Linked DNA regions of Mus musculus: region 2 is linked to region 1. The links are chromatin contacts, called in public Hi-C maps. All regions are on one chromosome and are shown on one strand. The core of a region is the stretch at or near the end of the contact, and the rest is flanking DNA. Distances in the headings are between cores, read along the strand shown. Region 1 overlaps Mnat1 (menage a trois 1). Region 2 has its middle 7.7 kb from the start of Gm34016.

Region 1 (4,783 bases), core at 844-3,343:
CAGCAAGATTTTTTTTTATTGTGCATTATGTGTATGTCTGGAGGTTATGGAGGCCAGCAAATAGTACTAGCTTATCTAGAACTGGAATATATAAATAAAATCTCTTTATGTTTTTTGACATGGTGTCTCTGTGTACCCTTGGCTGTCCTAGAACTCATTCTGTAGACCAGGCTAGCCTCAAACTCAGAGATCTGCCTGCCTCTGCCTCCTAAGTGCTGGGATTAAAGGAGTTTGTAACAAGTCACCATGCAGGTGCTGGGAACTGAACCCAGGTCCTTTGTACAAGCAGCTAGTGCTCTTTACTGCTGAGCCATCACTCTAGACCTCTACCCAGGTTTTAAACCCTTCACTGCCAAAGATACTAAGCATGTATCTATCACAGAAAAATAATTTATTCATCAAATATTTGGCACATGGTAGACACTGTGAAGCTATAATATAGCATGAATCACCTGAATTAACCCTACTTTCAAATATTTATAAACATGTACAAATTAATGTGCCACAATATGGACTTATAGCCATTAATTATAAAGTATAAGGTTCTTATTTATGTATTAATATATAGGTTCTTTTAAAATGAAAATGATAAAATACCATTGGCAGAAAATATTTACAATCTATTTCTAAAATACATTTAGACTTAGGCAAGCTACATTGGTACTGAGAAATAAACTCTAACTCTTATACATATATATTTTTTCTTATATGTTTACTTTTCTTTGTATACTAAGTAAAAACAAGCTCTTCCTCTAACAGAAGTCATCAACAGAAAGTGATGACTTGTCAATCACTATAAGTTGTATATACTTTGAGATATGATCAACAAGACTATTTCAACTAAGAAGAATAACTCCTAGCAATGATGAAATAAAGTGCCTTTAGGGAGCCACTTGGCTAATCAGTTCTTTAAGCTGCATTTCACTGAACCTTTGACAGCAAGCACTTCATGTTTACTCTATGGATTACAAAAGCAGCATACAGGAGTCACAGTCCTTTCAGGCTGGCCTCTGAAAGCCTACATATCGCTCAGCATAAGTGCAGCTCACACAAACACAAAAGCATCTAGCCTGTCACATGGCTTGCTTTAGGTTTTGTTTTTTGTTTTAATTCTGGGGGATAAATCTAATTTTATTCTATAGACTTCATTTTATTAAAAAAATGTAAATTGAAGAGATGTATACTTAATAAAACAGTAACCTAAGAGCAATGAAAAACCTAGCTTTCAAGTGCTTCTAAATTTTACAGCTTGGTATTTTAACGCTGGTAAGTACTAACATATGACCAGTTGCTAGGACAGGTGCTGCTGCCAATCAGCTGCCTTTGCCGAGACACATTCTACAGATTACCACTTAATCTCCCACCAACAGCAACGGCTGCCTGTTGCATCGATAAAATCACCACTGAAAATAAACATGGTCACCAAAACAAGAAAAAGTACTCAGATATAACTTTGGGCAAAACCCAGCTCAGCCTAGTTCTGCATCTCCTTATTTCCTTCTATTAAACCTCAGGCTCCCTTGCCTGGCTCTCACCACCTCTCCACAGGCTGTTTCTGATTTGTCTCTTCTAAAAATTTAGATAGATAGATAGATAGGGTGTTTCCTTTGCTGCTGTTGATAACCTGATCCTGTTAAAATCAAGAGAAATGGGATTTAGTGAGACATGCACCTTCTGACCGTCTCACGACATCTGGTCTTGCACTGGAACTCACCTACAGTCCCCTGTTCCCATCCCAAGAAACTGTTCTTACACAATATCTCAGCCCACTGAACACAATTGGAACCACCAAATAAAGCACCTTCTCTACATCAGGGAAATTACGAGAAAATGACTCTGAAGATCTTTAAGACCTGCTACAAGGTGCTGTTGAAGTTACTTTAAGTACATCTGGAATCAGACTGAGAACCGTACTCAGTTACTTTTATGATCTAACTATACTTTCAATGCCTGAAGTCAACCCTGATTGTTAAACAGCAAGTAGCACTAGGTTCTCCGGTGATTTGAAAGCCACTCTGACTCTGTTGCACATGCCTGTGACCACTGTGACCTCTACAAAGCAGTTGTGCGCTTTGCTGTGGTGCAAATCCTCACAGACAAGTTGAACCTGTTCTCTTTGGCACTGAGCCCTTTCGCTGAGCACACAGCTGAGATTTATTATACAAGGGGAACTGAGGGGCATTCTTACACAACATTTATCCTTCACATATAGCCAAGTCTAATCTTTTACAACCTTTGAAGGCTTTTAAAGAAACAGTCTCTTAATTACAATGTTTCTTATTTGTCACTAATTGCAAGACATATTAAGATTCATTTGACATTGGGAAAAAGCTAGCACACAAAGCTATGTACTAAAGATTGTGAAAATTAGTCACTTAACATACATTCGAAGCAGTAGCACTCTTAATCCTCAGATCCTCAAACAATTACCAGCCTTGCTGTCTTTACAAGGTAAAGGCGATAAAATCACTTTTCTAGCCCTGTGCTTTACAGACTACACGATAAGAAAATAGGTTTGTTTGTTACTGCTTTTAATCTCACATCACTCATTGGTCTTTTAAAAACCAGAAACTTTCCATTCTTTCTGACTTTCCTTTGGGAGTGGTTCTCCTGTGAGCCTCCACACACTCTGTACCTCAGCTTAGAGCATCCTCAGCGGCTCCTCCTCGGGAACTGATTATTCTCTAATAACAGGAATTACCACACTTGATCATTGATCTAGCAAAAAGTACTGCCTTGCTGTAAAAAGATAGGAAGTAAGGACAAACGGGCAAACCTCCCATGCCGGCAGAAGTGATCTACCCTCAAAGTCAAGTTCCAACTGGCCTCTCAGTGGCTGAACACCTTAGACTCTGAGTGACGCTGAGTCAAGTGGGCATGTCCTTGCTGTACTATTTCATTTCAATATTCGCGTTAACACCAAGTATACAAACTGGAAAGTACCCGTAATGCTTTTCTGAGTACATTTTTAAATAATTTACTATTAAATTATTTTGTGGTTTAAAAAAAAAGCTAAGGACATTTGTAGGAATTAGGGGTTCCCTAGCAAGTAAACTAGGCACATTCACAAACAGCACCAAATATACTTTGTCTCCAGCTAAAGAAGAAACCCCTTTCATTAGTTTACCATTGTTATTTCAGCTTTTAGAAAAGTTTTCTCCAGCAGTTTCTATCTCTATTCTGTCTCCCTCCAGGGAATTAAAACTTTAGGAGTTTGGGCCATTTGTCATTCACTAAACCAAAACAACACCTTTTCTAGAAAATGTGGGCTCTCCGAGAATAAAAGTATTAACTTTAAGTGGTTTCCCATCTGTGTATGTGTGACAACAACTGAAGACAAAGAGACCATGAGTTTGGGAGAGAGCAAGTGGAGGTTCACAGGAGAGAGGAAGGAAAGGGGGAGGGGGAAATGATTCAGTTATATTATAACCTCAGAAATAAAAAATAATAATAAAAATTTTAAGTATTTTATGGGCATTACAACTTGAAAAAATTAAGTATATAAGAAAATTATTATTCACCTGAAATATTCACAATATGAATCTATTCTATATAGAACAACATAAATATTGATACTCATAAAACAAACCAAACATATATAAAATGACTCAAAAACTGGTCTGAAAAACTGGAGGGGTGTGTGTGTGTGTGTGTGTGTGTGTTCTCTCATGTACATACATGGGTGTATCTACATGTATGGCATATGTGTGGGGACCAAAGATCAATCTGGGTGTCACTATTCAGACTCCATCCAACTTGCTTTTTGAAACAAGGGTGTCTGACTGTCCTGGAACTCAACCAATAAGGCTGTAGAAGCAATTTTTCCTTCACTTGCTTTGATTCTTCACACCAAAATAGCTTTACCAATATATCTTCTTTCCAGGAAGAAACTAAGTCTACTGTCTACTTGCCTATGGCATTCCATAGACATGTGTCTTTAAAATAATGCAATATTAAAAATACAGACTTTTGACTGGGAAAATGGTTCCATGAGTAATATGCACAGCACCAGGAAACTACCCAAGCACTGAGAACGGAGGGGACTGAGAGAAGAACCCCGGGGGTTCTCTGAGCCAGCCAGTCTAGCTGAAATAAGTTAGCTTCAAGTTCAGTGACAAACTGTCTCAAAAGCTGAGGTGGAGTGCAATTAGAAGAAGACATCTGACATCTACTGGCCCCCACATGTACAATACAGAGAGAGAGAGACAGAGAGAGAGAGAGACAGAGAGAGAGAGACAGAGAGAGAGAGACAGAGAGAGAGGCAGAGAGACAGAGAGAGAGAGAGACAGAGAGCAAAACAGAGAGAGACAGAGCGAGAGAGACAGAGAGAGACAGAGAGACAGAGATGGGGGAGCCTATGCAATCCCAAAGGTCATCATGAAATGTATGCTCTGAACAAAGATGAACAGGGACTTTTATTAAGTCTCAGTTTTGCTTATAAGTATATTTAAGAAAGCAAATAAAATATAAAGGATTTAGCAGTGTCAAAGTGGCAACAAAATACCCTTTATTATCAGTGCTACATCATCATCATCATCATGAGGAGGAGGGTCTTTCATGCCATATTGTCATTCAATATCCAAACACATACAATCACTGCAGACAATCATCAATATATCTAATGCAACCTTTATAGAATGTTTTGTAGACTAGCCTGACATGGTGTTACAGGCTCATAATATTTCCAGTGCAGAGGTGAGGTGAGAGCATAGATAGTTTAAAGACAGTCAGGGTTACAAACTGCCTAGACAGCCTAGACAGCTTAGCAAAAACCTATCATCCC
Region 2 (4,783 bases), core at 680-3,179, 310 kb before region 1:
CTGCAGGGAGATGCCGTAGCCTTCGACGGGCTCTTCTGAGAGTATAAGATTCAAAGGAAGACAGAGCACTGCATACCTCAAGGTTCAAGGAGCAGAATTCTTCCCTCCATGCAGCACTCTTCCTGGTCAGAACTGTAGGTTAACTGGAGGTCTGTGTCTCCATTCTTTAGAGTCCACATAGCATCACCATAACAAAATACTTGACAAGCGACTTATCAAGATGTCCAGCCAACACTGGCTCTAGAGAACTGCCTGGAGGCTGCATCACTGCAGGGTATACAGTGGTGGTGAGAGACATCAGGCTTCCTTCTTTTACAACAATCCATTCCCAAGAACCCAAGAGGCCACACCTGATAACCTAAGGACCTTCCACAGACTCAACCTTAATGGTTCTTCTGTTCCTTTCCGAAACATTACCCAAGAGACCAAGCATGTCACTACCCGGGATCCTCGGGAAGTCCCTCAACCATGAGAGAAGTACAGAGTATTTCTCCCAGCACCGTCCAGGTGATGATACAGAGCTGGTGGGGTGAGGAAGCGGTGTTGCGCGGATATGTTAGAATGATAAACACAATGACCAAAAGCAGATTAGGAAGAGACCGGTCTACATCACAGTCCATCATCAGAGAAGCCTCGGCAGGAACTTAAAGGCAGGAACCTGGAGGCAGGAACAGGCACAGAGACCACAGAGGAGCACTGCTTACTGGCTTGTTCCTCCTGGCTTGCTCTCTTTTCTTTTACAACCCCGAACCACCTGCGCAAGGGTGGTACTGTCCACAGAGGTCTGGGTCCTTCCACATAAATCACCAATCATGAAAGCCCCAAAGGCTTGCCTATGGGCTAATCTGATAGGGGCATTTTCTCCGTCAAAGTCCCCTTTTCTCAGATGGCTAGCAGGGATGACCACCAGAGCACAGGGATGACCACCAACCAGAGCACAAGGGATGACCGCCAGTACCTGTCTCCACCAGCCAGGTTCCCTACGGATAGATAGCTGGCCATTCCCAGGATTTTCCAACCCCATCCTCTAGTAAATGTCGTATAGGCAGAGAAACCTTTAAAATGAACTTAAGTTTACTCATCCCCAAATTAAAGGCATGTCTACCAACGGCTCACCATTAATAATTCCCTCCCCCCAAATTCACACACGCTTTGGCAGCCTTCCAGCTTGTTTTTTTATGCAGTGGCATATCAAGATTTGAAAGGCAGAAATAATTTTTTTCAGGGAAAAGCTAATGGCTTCTTTGCCTGATTAGTTTGACCATTTTCTAGCCGCTCTTTTCAAAAGTATTCACAATGTTCTCCCCACAGCGAGCTAAGAATAAACATCCACATTCCTGGGCAATCAAGGAGGAAAGTTTGGCAAAGGGTGTGCCAATGTCTCTTTGAATGCGGTCGACCCCCACACTGACCTGAGTCAGATACAGTCAGATTCATCTTACCTCCAAGGAACTCTAACAGCGTGAGAGCCTGCCGCGGAACTCTAACAGCGTGAGAGCCTGCCGCGGAGCTCAGACTTGGCACAAGTGGGCCACACATTTTCCTGCTTGGGCTCGATCACCTTGGAGTTCCAGGAGGCAGGTAGATGGGAAAGAATCCATTAACTAATCAACAGCACTAGGCTGCCCTAGAACCTCTGTACACGGTGAGGCTCTCTGAAAAAAAAAAAAAAATCACTTACCAATAAGCTGTGGAAGTGGCGAACACGTAGCATATTTTGTTTCTACAAAGCTAAAAAGAGGTAAATTTACGCGTTTGATTTGAACTTCAAAGTAGTTTAGAAACAGAAATGAAAGTGTGTGTGTGTGTGTGTGTTTTCCCTCTGCCTCCACAAGCACCACACAAGCTTAGTCTTACTTTCTGGGTCAGTCTAGGGTGGTGCAAGTATGCCCCATTCTCCCAGCAGAGGTCGCTGTTGCCCACCATAATCTTCAAAGGCTCTTTTTTTTCCTTGTCCAGCTATTGCAGCGGCTTTAGACAGAGGCCACAGAGCCTTTAGAGATAGAGAAGAAAATAATCTATGGTTTGGGGAATAGGATCGCAATGTTGGGGAAATTGATACTTTAATAATGAGTCTGTGCCGAGTAGGCTTCAATCTGGATAAACTGGTCAGTGTTCCCTTTGTACAATGACAGCCTAGCTCCGTTCTCGTTAAACCTGCCCGGTCTTTCTCTCCTTTCTGAGTGTCACCGTCAACTGAGAAAATAGAGACAGGAAAGCCAAGCAGTGCATGCCGCCGCCCACCATCCATTCTCAACAGGATATTCATCACATTGTTGAGGGTGGCGTCTGTGACACAGCTAATCACCCAGTTGTGCTCCAAACTTGGGTGTCCCGGATGATTGTCTAACCTCAGTTGGGAGGTAGGCTTTAGTGGTAGCAGCTTCCTCCTTCAGGAGCTTAGCAAGTCCAATAGGTTGTAGGTTGTTCAGGTCTCTGCCTACATGCAATAGGTTCCCACCTCTACCCTCCGCATGGTATTCTGGGTAGCGGGCGGTCTGCCCTGACCAAGCGCTGATATGAGGCTGAGGAGACAGGTGTGGGATCTAACCCGGAGGGAGTTGACCGGCTGCACACTGAGCATGGCTGCATCCCCAGTGACATTAGAAATAAAACACTCCAGGGCTGGAAAGATGGCTCAATGGCTAAGACTCGAGCTTGATCCCCAGCACCCACAGAGCCTTTAACTCCAGCTCTAGGACGCCACCTTCTGGATCCTGTGGTCCACTAGCACATGCACACTGCGGACACGCACATAATTAAACATAAATAAGATAACTCAATTTTTTTATTTTTTTATTTCTATTTTTTTGGTTTTCCGAGACAGGGTTTCTCTGTATAGCCCTGGGTGTCCTGGAACTCACTCTGAAGACCTGGCTGGCCTTGAACTTAAAAATCCACCTGCCTCTGCCTCCCAAGTGCTGGAATTAAAAGCGTGCCCCATTACGTCTGGCAAGATAACTCAATTTTTGAACAAAGCATTTCTTTTTCGGTTTCTCTAGACCCATCCGGGGAGCCTGCCTTGGGCCCTGAGTTTCATTTCCAGCACTGAAAAATGTAGATAAAGTTGCCTTTGCTTGCTTTCTAACATGCTAGACAAAAGGAACAATAACAAAAAAAAAAAGCTTTGTTTTTCAGAACTGTTTAGGATTGAAGGATTGAAGGAAAAAGTAGGAAGCACAGAGGGTGTCTATATGCTCTCTGCACCCCGAAACCTGACCCATTTGTTACAACCTCCAAACCCACATAACTATCTGGCAAGGTCTATAGCTCACATTAGGGTTCCCTTTTTGTGCTTCACAGTCTGGACAAATGTATATGACCCGAGTCCCTCATTACTGTACTCCAGAGAACAGTTTCATTGCCCTAAAACCCTGTGCGCTCTGCTAGGTCATCCCCACTTCATCTCTAATCCCTGGCGACCACTGCTCACTGCCTCAGTGGTTTTGCTTTTCCCGAATGCCACAGAGTTAGAATTATACATCACGTGGCTTTCTCGGGCTGGCTTCCTTCCTTCTATCTTCCTGTATATCTGTTCATGGCTTGCTAGCCTGCACCTGTTTATTGTTGTTGTTATTATTATCATTATTATTATTATTATTATTATTATTATTATTATTATGTTATTATTTCATGGCTTGTATGTTTACTCACCTCCTGAAAGATATCTCAGTTGCTTCCCAATTGAGGAAATTATAAAGAGAGCTGCACCAGACATCTTCATGCGAGAGTGGGATTCAGTGGCTCACAACTGGTCAAAGAGCTGAGCAAAAACTGACCAGAGTTTTTGTTGCCCTAAAATCCTGTGTGCTCTGGCAATCCAGCCTTTCATCTCATTTAAGACAGCCTTTAAATGGACGTCTGTGTCAAGATCCCTCTGCAAGACTCAGAAGAATGTAAGAGTTTCAGAGTGAGGCAGAATGCTATGAAATGAAATCCCCTGTGGGTGATGTGGCCATTGCGCCTACAAACCCACTGTGGTCACCTGCACTACAGCACACCAAGATCAGCTCCAGCAGGCAGCGTCAACTGAACTCAATAGGTTAAAAATAAAAATAAGAAACAAATAAGTAAATAAATAAGTGGAAAGGATATGAGGTTGGGAGGGCGATGTGTCCTGGGGCTGTCTTGGAGGAGTATGACAGAGTCGGGGGTGGGGGTTGGGTAAGATCAAGGTACATTGTATACACATATGAACTTGTCAAAGAGTAAATGAAAGATATTCTAAAAGACTTCATGTGGATTTTAGTGTGAATGTAAATATCACATATAGCATAATGACTGCTGTATTTTGCCACCTCCAGTCACTAAGGTTGGGAACTGGGGTCTGAAAGGCCCCCAGGTCCCCCACTTTCTACATCCCCTTCTGGAAAAGAACTCTGTGACTGAGCTGCCACTGTCACAGGAGAAGACAGCATGCAGAGACTGCAGTCTCCGCTGGCTCCTCCTCAGCTGCTCACACAGGAGGGGACAGAGGTGGTTTTACTAGTGGTTTGTTCAGAATTAGAGCGAACCACACGCACTCACATATGCTCCCGATCATTCGGGGTTTCCAGTTACACATTGCCCAAATATATTGAATCACTGAGTCAGATGAGTCTCGACTTTATATTCTAGCAAAGAAGTTCTGTGCTGTGGAGGGGCAGTTCTGCTTGCTTGCTTTTCTTTCCTTCCTTCTTTCTTTCTTGCTTGCTTGCTTGCTGGGGATCAAAGTCCAGGCTAATCATAGGCTAATTAATCAACTGGGCTCCTCCATCCCCTGATGGTGATTTTGGTCCTCAGC

The links. A called contact is a pair of places that touch in the nucleus more often than the background predicts.
Region 2: a Hi-C map of muscle stem cells shows a contact between it and region 1, with 3 times the contacts expected there. The contact joins two enhancer-like sites. A contact is called at or near these places in 1 of 15 datasets of contacts at CTCF or cohesin (the NIH/3T3 cell line), 11 of 484 Hi-C or Micro-C datasets (the C2C12 cell line, cardiomyocytes, embryonic fibroblasts and 6 more), 2 of 115 datasets of contacts at active chromatin or transcription factors (cardiomyocytes and stem cell-derived neural progenitor cells) and 1 of 9 other capture datasets (liver).

Annotation. Positions count from the first base shown.
Region 1 is chr12:73,203,766-73,208,548 of GRCm38.p6, reverse strand. The region is part of intron 6 of Mnat1 (menage a trois 1); the gene reads right to left. Among named protein-coding and RNA genes, the nearest start is that of Gm23910, 60 kb to the right of the region's middle. Within about 2 kb of position 2,093, at least 45 of the 459 cell types and tissues checked have an H3K27ac peak or open chromatin away from gene starts, as enhancers often do. A contact at or near this core is called in muscle stem cells, where this site is marked.
Region 2 is chr12:73,514,632-73,519,414 of GRCm38.p6, reverse strand. No RefSeq gene overlaps it. Among named protein-coding and RNA genes, the nearest start is that of Gm34016, 7.7 kb to the right of the region's middle. Within about 2 kb of position 1,929, at least 28 of the 459 cell types and tissues checked have an H3K27ac peak or open chromatin away from gene starts, as enhancers often do. A contact at or near this core is called in muscle stem cells, where this site is marked.